Regions from separate parts of the Columba livia genome. Here region 2 is linked to region 1. Evidence: chromatin contacts called from public Hi-C data. All regions are on one chromosome and are shown on one strand. Each heading gives the region's core, a stretch centred on a gene start, on an enhancer-like site or on the middle of the called end of the contact. The rest is flanking DNA. Distances are from core to core; before and after follow the strand shown.

What was found. A called contact is a pair of places that touch in the nucleus more often than the background predicts.
Region 2: a contact with region 1 is called in a Hi-C map of crop, with 4 times the contacts expected there. The contact joins the promoter of BABAM2 here to the enhancer-like site in region 1. A contact is called at or near these places in 2 of 2 Hi-C or Micro-C datasets (crop and liver).

What each region holds. Positions count from the first base shown.
Region 1 is chr3:90,794,592-90,799,056 of bColLiv1.pat.W.v2, reverse strand. It overlaps LOC110359766 (a long non-coding RNA gene), which reads right to left. Exons shown (of 3, transcript XR_010471551.1): 3 at 3,949-4,465. Among named protein-coding and RNA genes, the nearest start is that of TRNASTOP-UCA, 5.4 kb to the left of the region's middle. Within about 2 kb of position 1,901, at least 1 of the 3 cell types and tissues checked has an H3K27ac peak away from gene starts, as active enhancers do.
Region 2 is chr3:90,905,876-90,910,436 of bColLiv1.pat.W.v2, reverse strand. It overlaps BABAM2 (BRISC and BRCA1 A complex member 2), which reads right to left and starts at 3,044. Exons shown (of 12, transcript XM_065058171.1): 1 at 2,895-3,044. RBKS (ribokinase) reads left to right here and starts at 1,445. Exons shown (of 8, transcript XM_021289484.2): 1 at 1,445-1,647. The coding sequence starts at 1,613.

The sequences.
Region 1 (4,465 bases), core at 652-3,151:
AAAAGCTTGCTTTCCTCAGTAATGCTCTTAATTAAAGCATTTCTCAGTGTCTTTGGACCTGATTCTCCACCTTATGCAGACAACTACACTATGCCAAATGGGTGCAGAGCACTGCCAATTTAGGTTTGATTCGATGCCCATTCAAGTTATTAGAAATCCTCCCACAGAAATCGATGGGATTTGGTTCGGGCCCCAGAGTCAATAGGGAATTTGGATTTGGCAGTATGTTACGCCCACGCTGCACCAGTATAAGCAAATATTCAAGGTACAAAGCCTTGCAGAATTTGGAAGAGGCTTTGTAAGGGACTCCTGGGGCAAACTGTAGCCTAGGCTATTTAAGCAATTCACACTGCCTAAGACTGTCAGTTGAGGAAGCATTAAAACAAATCAGTCTGAACTTTTCCTGTTCATTTTTATAGCACTCATACTACTTAACAATACACTGGGGTTTGTTTGTTTGTTTGTTTGTTTTTGTTTGGTTGGTTTTTTGTTTGTTTGTTTGTGGGTTTTTTTTGGTCCCAGCCAGGTTGACAGAACACATAATCATCCTTGGTGCTTTGTTCTTTTTGTTCTTACTTCTTTTAACCACCAGAACAAGATTTGTGTCAGAAAGGATAAGCCTAGATCCCTAGTGTATTAATAAATAATTATTTGGTGCAAGGTGGGGGATCAGAAGGGCTCTTATTCTTAGCAGCAGCAATGAAATTTTAGCAGCTGATGACGTCAGTGCTAAAATGTCAGTGTGAAACAGGCTGGAACAAATTAAGGGTGCGGTGTCGTCACTGTGAGAGCCACGCTGCCCTCCGCAGGGACTGTGGTTGGATGCTGCAGATGCAGTTCGGGAGATGAGGGGACAGAGGCTTGTGGGAGCTTCTCAGAAGCCTCCAAAACGCAACAACAATCATTTCAGTACCAGAAAGGTCAAAGAAGATGCCATTTGAACATCCCTAGCCACCTCACGGGGTGAGCTGACAGCAAGGGAAAGGCCATGTCTACGAAACAGATTCCAGGAACTGGTACAAAAAAAAAAAAAGGCCATCTTCTTAGTCACTTCACAAAGTGGGCTAACTCAACCTCTGGTGTCACTCCTGTGACTCAAATCAAAGAGAAATTTGGCCCAAGATGCCTTTTATGAAATGCTGCTTACAAGAGGGTGATGCGCTTGGAGTAGAGGTGGTCCTGAAGATTTTTATTGGTTAACTGTGCTGTTGCATTGAGAGGGTTGCTAGCTGAGAGGTGGCATCTTGGGCTCCTGAAATCTCAGGGTCTCCAACCCTCCTTCTTCTGGGTTTGGCAGATGAATTGGCTTGTCTGCAGGGGTTGTTGGGCTGGGGGACGTGCTGTCGTTGCGGGGTGGTAGGGAGGGTTGCAAGCATCCTGCCTTCCTTCATAGAGCCCTGTGATATTTTGTGCAGAAACACAGGAAAAGCTGAGATTCCCTGGACTGCTGTTTCTAGAACACTAGCACTGGTAACAAAAGTGCTCTGTGTTGTTTCACTCCTTTCTAGAACTGCTGTTCTGGTGGCTATCGGGATGCATGTGGTTACAGCAGACAGAGGAAAATATATTGAGATGTGTGCTTATCTATCAATCGTACCAGCTGCTTCTGGCATGCAGCAACTGGCTGACCACAGTAAGGGAAGGAGGATGTAATCAGTTAGCAAAGGCACTCCTTTCTCAGCAAGGACGATAAGGATTATTGGCAAACCCACAGAGAGTTACGGGAATAGAGGAATTGGTGTGCTGAGGTCACTTCCTATCACTCGGGAGTCCCTGTGCTCGGAGCATTGTGTTTGCTTTCCTGGGACAGATCTTGGGGGCTGTCTGCATTAGTTCAGACATAGAAGTGCACTCGCTTTGTCTCGGCACACAGAAAGCTCACTCAGAGATGTTGCCGTCCTGGTCCCATCCTGGTCTTTTATCTCATTTTCGGGGAAGGATTCAAACTGGCTGTGAGAACAGAGAGTAATTCCTAACCACAGCTGTACACCAACAAAACACCTTGCTGCAGAGATATTTGCAAAACCAGGCATGACTTAATCAATTCAGGGAAGAGGCATATGCCAACAGAAACACTCTTTTGCCAACACAAACCGCGGTGCTGCTAGAGGAGTATCGGCGATTCCACTCTTGTCAGCGTGGGACCTCCGCTGCACTGGTGAGGTGCTGTACAGGCAGGCAGTGCAGGAGGTTCCCAGCCGCTGAGATCACGCAGGGCTTTGCACCTCAGCGCTGAGGTGAGCCCCTGCTCCCTCATCTCAAGAGAATGTAGTGGCCACTTCAGCTGCACCTGTATCAACAAAGAATTTATATAAACTGGAGGTGAGCTTCTGAGAGTGCAGCTGGTTGCTGCTGCAGTCTGTAGATGGGAAAATTGGCCGCCACATTGCATGTGGTCAACTCAAGGCTTGGTGATTCCTCAGGAGTACCTGGTGTCTTCTCAGAGGTCTTGCCAGCCAGCTCAGAGAGGCCTCCTGCTGCAGCCCTGTGAGCAACTAATTGCAGCCTAGCACTGAGGTTAGGAGAATGCTGCTAGATCAAAGCTTCCTGACCAGGAAGGCTGGAGAGCCTGCAGAAGGATAAGGCATATATGATGCCAAAAAAGCAGTGTGTCACCCTGCTGTCAGCACTTCAGATCTAAACATGTAACTGGTAAAAGCAGGGGAGGCAAAAGGTTGAATGCTACCTGTGCTGCATCCCTGCATCCTATTTAGTGCAGATTTACTAGAGCTTTGGGGATATAGGAATTAAATGTCCATGAAAGGAAAAAAAAAAAAATCTACCTTTTCTAGATTTATTGGGTGGAGGTGTGTATGTGAAATTGTTCTTTAATACAAATCCCCGACAGACAGTCATTGGAGACAGAATGACTTTGTTCTGGATATGTTTGTAAATATCTGCCTATATTTTTAAGACTTACCACTGTAGGAGACCCAAGATAATCTGTGATTTCTGCAATCTCATCGGAGAGAGCAAGTGAGTGATTCCACGCGGTAGAGACATACAGCCAATGACTCACAGCCCTGAGTCACAGCATTGGGACACTTCAGCATTCAGAAACACTAGTAGTGACAGAAATCAGGATGATGAGCAAGCAGCTGTTACTCATTCTCAGCTGGACACCGTAAGCATGTTTGTACCAGTCAGTGTGGCTCTGGCTCTTCTTTGTCTCCTCTTGCAGACCTGCAGTCATCTGGATAGCACAGTGACATAGCTCACTTAACATTTGCCTCTGGGCAAGAGATGATCAAGTCTAGTCTCTGGCTCCCAGACTGTCCTGCTTGACTCTGTTAGTCTCAGCATAGAGCTATCATGGCAATTTTCACTTTAGATTACTTCTTTCATCTCTGGAGATCAGCTCACGTTACAAACACAAACGCATTGATCATCACACAGGGTTGGAAAGTATCTGTATCCCTGTTTATAGTGGGGGGGCTGAGGCACCAAGCAGATAGGCAACTTGCTTTTAGTGACAAAGGAGATTTGTAGCAGAGCCAGGGCAAAAACACAGGAGCCTTAACTACCCCTCCTAATCTCTAACCACTGAATCGCATGCTCCTTTGCATTCATCGCTTCCTTGCGAGGTGGCAGTTCGGATGAGAACAAGTGGCCAGGAAGTGACAGTGTTTATTCTGTCTTGGCCTCTTAATGCCTGTGGAACTTTTTTATTGAATTCTTTTCATGGCCATCAGTTTTGGTGCGGGAAATGATTTCAAGAGAGAAGGAATTGGTTGTGTGTGTGCACGTGCGTGTGTGGTTGAGAGAGGGGAAGAATAAAAAATCTATTTCCAGATGGTTGAAAGGATGCATAGCACTTTGCTATTGGCAAAAACAACCTCTTCCATTTTCAGGATGTGTAAGTCACAGAGTTGCAGCTGGAAAAAAATAGGCAGAAAGGGAGGCAGTGGGGTAAAAATAAGAATTACTAATAAAAAATTACCCAGCAAGTATTTGAAAATCTAAGTGTTTAATTTTTATTAAAAGAGTGGGGGAATGTGCTTTTGAGGAGGGTCTGCATAGACCAGGTTCAAATATGTATCATCTCGTTTTCTTGTTAGCTTCTTTGCTTTGCATTCCCAACTGTAGCCTCACAGGAAATTCAGTCCCTGGCAAGCTTGAGCTCCAGACAGGAAACATTCTGAGGAATTTCTTCCATGCAGGTACTATATTTGCTTGGAGGATAACATGATGGAGATATTTACCAAGGCTAGATTTAACTAGCAGGATATTATACACGTTGATGGAGTTGCTGGGAGTGATCTCTGTCTGCAGCCACCAGCATGCCATGTTTAAACAAATCATGCTGCTCTGCCTGCCTGTGGGAAGATTTGCATCAGGTCTGGGCCACATTCTCCTTCCTCTGACACCAGCACGGCCCACCTTATATCAAAAACATTTGCTGATGGCAGAGAGTATCAGAATCAGGCCCGTGCAGCAGGTTTTTATCGCACAACAAACTTGATCT
Region 2 (4,561 bases), core at 1,795-4,294, 110 kb before region 1:
ACACATCACTGACAAGTAAGGCAGAAGAGATCATACTTAAAATCTGACCATTAGAAGATATTTTTTAAAACACCCGTTTAATTGAAAAACACCAATACATACTATATTTACTTTCTTACAACATGCTGCGTATGGACTGCTGTATTAGAGTGTGAGAGTACTAGACAGCGTAAACAACTCAAGGCAATAGTTGCAATTTTCTGTTGATTCTAGCATAGTTCACAAGCATTAATTGGTAACTAATAGACTTTCTACAAACTGGTAGTTCCTGTAACCAGTAACAACACTAAAGTTACGCATTCTTTCCTTTTGAGAGACATTCACGCTGAACCAGTGTGAACCAAAGTTCAAAGCAAGAGGATTTATCCTAGCTATTCTGAATGTATCAGAATAAAGCAAAGGCCAGGCACTGTGAGGCAAACAAAAAGACTAAAAAAGACTTCCCAAAACAGTAATTATCTTTAATACACTGATTCCTCCATTTTATGGCAGCTAAGGAAGCTGAAGATTAAATATCCATGTCCTAATATATAACACATTCTCTTAACTTATATGATTTCCCATAACTGACAACAGGCAACAACTTAAGTTTTCTTAGCGAACACCTGTGACGGTTTAAGATGCCACTGCCTGTTTGTTACTTTTCTACCAAAAATTACTGCCTACTCACCTTCATTCTTCACCAGAGCAACTGAGAGAACACAAGCCCATACCTGACCTATTACAATGTAAAGTCCAATGGCTTAGCTTGCAGCTAATAAAAAATAGTTTAAACTTAAATTATTCTTTGCACAAGATTGGCTAAAACAGGGCACACAGTTCAGTCTGCCATCTTCAATTTCAAGCAGAGGGGTAGCTGAACTGATGGAGGGTAAGAACTTCTTAAACCACAAAAAACATGCTGAAAAACAAGCTATATTTCTAGCAATCCCGAAGGTATCCACAGAGATCTCAGAATTTATTCCAATGATAACACATTTTAAGGGGACTGCAAATGTTACAAGGGTAGAATTGAGACATAAGATACACGTGGTGATCAAAGCTGAACAGATGCACCTTCCAAAATTAACTACAGGATGACATTCCTTATGTTTTTGTTAATAAAATATGGACATATTGTCGAAACACAATGTAAATGACTCCTAGGCATTTTTCTTGGTGTAATTGTACCATTTCTTTAAGACCCACAATACCTTCTACATAAGAAGCCAGACACACAATACTTAAAGGGTCACTATCAATTAAACACACCAATTTATTTTGTAAACAAAGCTCTTTACAAACTACAACAAAACCAGTGCCATTTTAGTAAGTTTCAGTTGTCATATACACAGTTCTTTTTCCCCACCTTAATTTTCCCACAGTACTGGAAACAGAACACGAACAAACTCAAGGGAATTAACAAAAACAAAATTCACTAGACCGTTTCCCTCCCAAACCAAAACATTTGAAAGAAGTAAACAAACTAATGGTTGAATCCTTTTATATTTTAGATATCGTTCAGGCAAAGGTAGCATATGCTTCACAGACTTCATGGTAACCATAAAATCCCAGGCACCGCTTTGAGCACTAGCGTTCGGACCTGTGGTACTCTGCTCCCCCAGCATCGCGAATGACACTATGGGCACGGAGTGAACCTCTAAGAAGGTAAATATTGTGACAGAGGCTTTGAAGCGTGAGGGAAACTTTCCCGCCTAACCTTCTCGGGCGGGCTGTCGGCAACTTGGTTTTGTGGCTTTTACTTTGAGGGCCGCTGCAAGGGGGGTCTGGCTATGGGGAGAAGTGGGGACCTACACCCACCTCCTGCTACCGTGCCCAACCGCTCCCCCACCTGCCAGCCCGCAACACGACCAGTAACGTGCGCCAGCGGAGCGCCGGGTGAAGCCCCAGCTCCCCGGGCCGGTCCCGGCTCCCCCCGAGCCGGGCCCCGTTGGTCGGGTCGCCGCCCGCCCCTCGTGAGGCTCGCTGGGCCACGTGCCGGCGCGAGGAGCGGGGCCGCCAGCCCAGGCGCTGCGGGCTGTGCTGAGCTGTGCTGAGCTGTGCTGAGCCGTGCGGAGCTGAGCCGTGCGGAGCCGCCCCGGCGGCGGCGCCCGGGAGCGGGGCAGGCCACCGCCGGGCGGTGCTAAGGCCGGCCGTCGCCCTGGGCCGCACCGGCCCCCGCGCCGCCTCCTGGCCAGCTCCTCCCAGGCCGGGCCCGCCGCCTCCGGCACCCCCCCGGCCACAAGAGCCTCGAGGCTGGCGGAGGGAGCAGGGGCCGGTGCCGGGGCATAAGCAAGCCAGCCAGCCAGCCAGCCCGCCCGCCCGCCCGCCCGATCTGCCGCCCCCGCACCGCTCCCCCGTGGCTGGTAGGGGCGCTGCTCCCGCCCGCTCCTCCCCGTCCCGGGCCCCGCCATACCTACGGCGGCCGGAACACAGCCCCTTAGCAACGGCCGCGGCCACGCGCCAGTCCCGGCCACCCGCTCCCGCCCCACCGCGCGGCGTGCGCGCCTCCGCTCCCCGGGACGGAGGGGGTCTTCACCGGCCTCGATATTGGCGGCCGCCGCAGTGCCTGGGCAGACGGTCTCGCCGCGCAGGCGTGGGGCGGCGGTTTCTTCGCGACCGGAGCGGGGCGTGGGACAGGGCGAGGAGGGGAGGGGGCGGCCTTGCCAGCAGGCGTTCGCCAAGGGCAGCCCTCCCGGCCGAAGGCCCCTGCGGGCCATCCGCCGCCACCACCTCCCCCGCCCGTCGCCCCTGGCAACGGGCGAAGCCGCTGGGGCGGCGGGGCCTGGCGCGGAGGCCGAGTCCAGGGTCCAAGGCCCGGGCGGCGGCTTGGCCGGGCAGCCGGGTCTGCGGCTGCCGCTTCCCCTGGCGCCATGGCCGCTGAAGTGGTGGTTGTAGGATCCTGTATGACCGACCTGGTCAGGTTAGTACCGGGAGTACTCCCGCAGACCCCTGGACGGAGAAGCCCCGAGGTCAGGGGAGCGCAGGGCGTCACGCTGCCGGGGGCACAGCAGCGGCTCTCTGTGCCTCCCAAGGGCAGGCCGGGCCGGGTACACCCCACCCCTCTTGCCCTGGGCCGAGAACAGAGAGTGTCACGTCTCCCTCCAGGCCGGGACAGGAGAAGTGGGGCCGGCGCCAGGTTTGGCGGCGCAGAGCTCCGGGCAGAGGGAAGGGAGGCGAGGAGCCGAGCGCGGCTGGCTGCGGCACGGCAGCGGCGGAGCTGCCGCTGGGGGCGGCTGGGCCCGGGTGATGTCAGCCCTGCACAGAACACTTCGAGAGGAGCCTGTGGGAACGGGGAGAAGTTAGGACGTGTTGTCTGCTGGAGCTTTGATCAGCTGTCTGTGACTGCGGGGAGAAGAGAGGCCCGGGTTTGTGTTCTCAGCTGTGCTGGGCGTCTCGGCCTTAGCCTTGCCAGAAATGCAGCGTTTCACAGTGAACTCTGATGCTCTTGATCAGCGGTTTAAAATGATTTTATGAACATAAATAAAGGTGGTCAATTGTAACGCGTGTTCAGTTCAAAGCACTTGTCTACCCTAGAAAAGCGAGAAAGAAGGCTTAATATTGCAAAAAAACACTGAATTTAACTTCGTTAAAAACTAGGTTATAAGTTGCTTACTTGCAGACGGTATTTTACGTGACTCTTTGAAACCAGAGGGAAAGAGAAGGCCTCCCAAGCTATTCATATCCAAAGAGATCAAGAAGTGGAAACAGGAAACCCTCAAAAAATTAGTACCTCAGTACCCAAAAGCTGATTTTTAAATCATTAAATCGTTTTTTAAATTAATGTTTTAATACCTGTTTATTTATTTTGCTTTTAGAATTAGGTGCTTGGGTCTCACTGTCTTCTTTTTTTTTTTTTTTTTGCACATAGGTAAGGTTTGGAAACTTCTTTTAAAAATTAAAGTACAGAAGTTCATGAAAGCTCTTGGTTCCAGCAGCCTGTGTTTTATAGTGAACACCAAATATCAGAAGAATTCAAGCAAAATTGCAAGAGTTGGCGATGATGCAAATGCTAACCTAAACTGGCTGACCTTGTCAGCCCCAGTAAACTTGTAAATCGGTCTTTGATTTGCACTATTTTATACACATCTGTTTTTAAACTTTATATGCAGACTTGGTTAAAATAGGATTTAAAAGTGTATGTATCTGGACTTCATCAATTTGTCCTGCTGGGAATTCTGCAGTGAAAAAAACAATTCCTCAATCTGAATCAGCAGACAATTATATCAAAGCCTGTAGGTCAATAAAGTGTAGAATAAATGATTAGAAGAATATGCTGAGGAGTAAGTACAGTTTAGGCATAGACGTGTTGCAGAAATTATGAAAACCCTTAACTAATCATAGAACCTGTGTCAGAAAGATTTAATGCTTTATGTAATCTGCAGAACACCGTGGCAGCTTTCCAAGAAGAATAGTTGTCTTGTAAGTCAGAGTAAGATCTTGTAGAACTGATCTTGACATTATGTGTGAACAAGCTATCAGATGCTTGTGACGTTATACTGAAATATAAAACATAGTGCTCTAACCTCCAGACATTCATTTTTCTGTCTCTCTAAAATGTGGGGGAAAAAAATCATCAAAA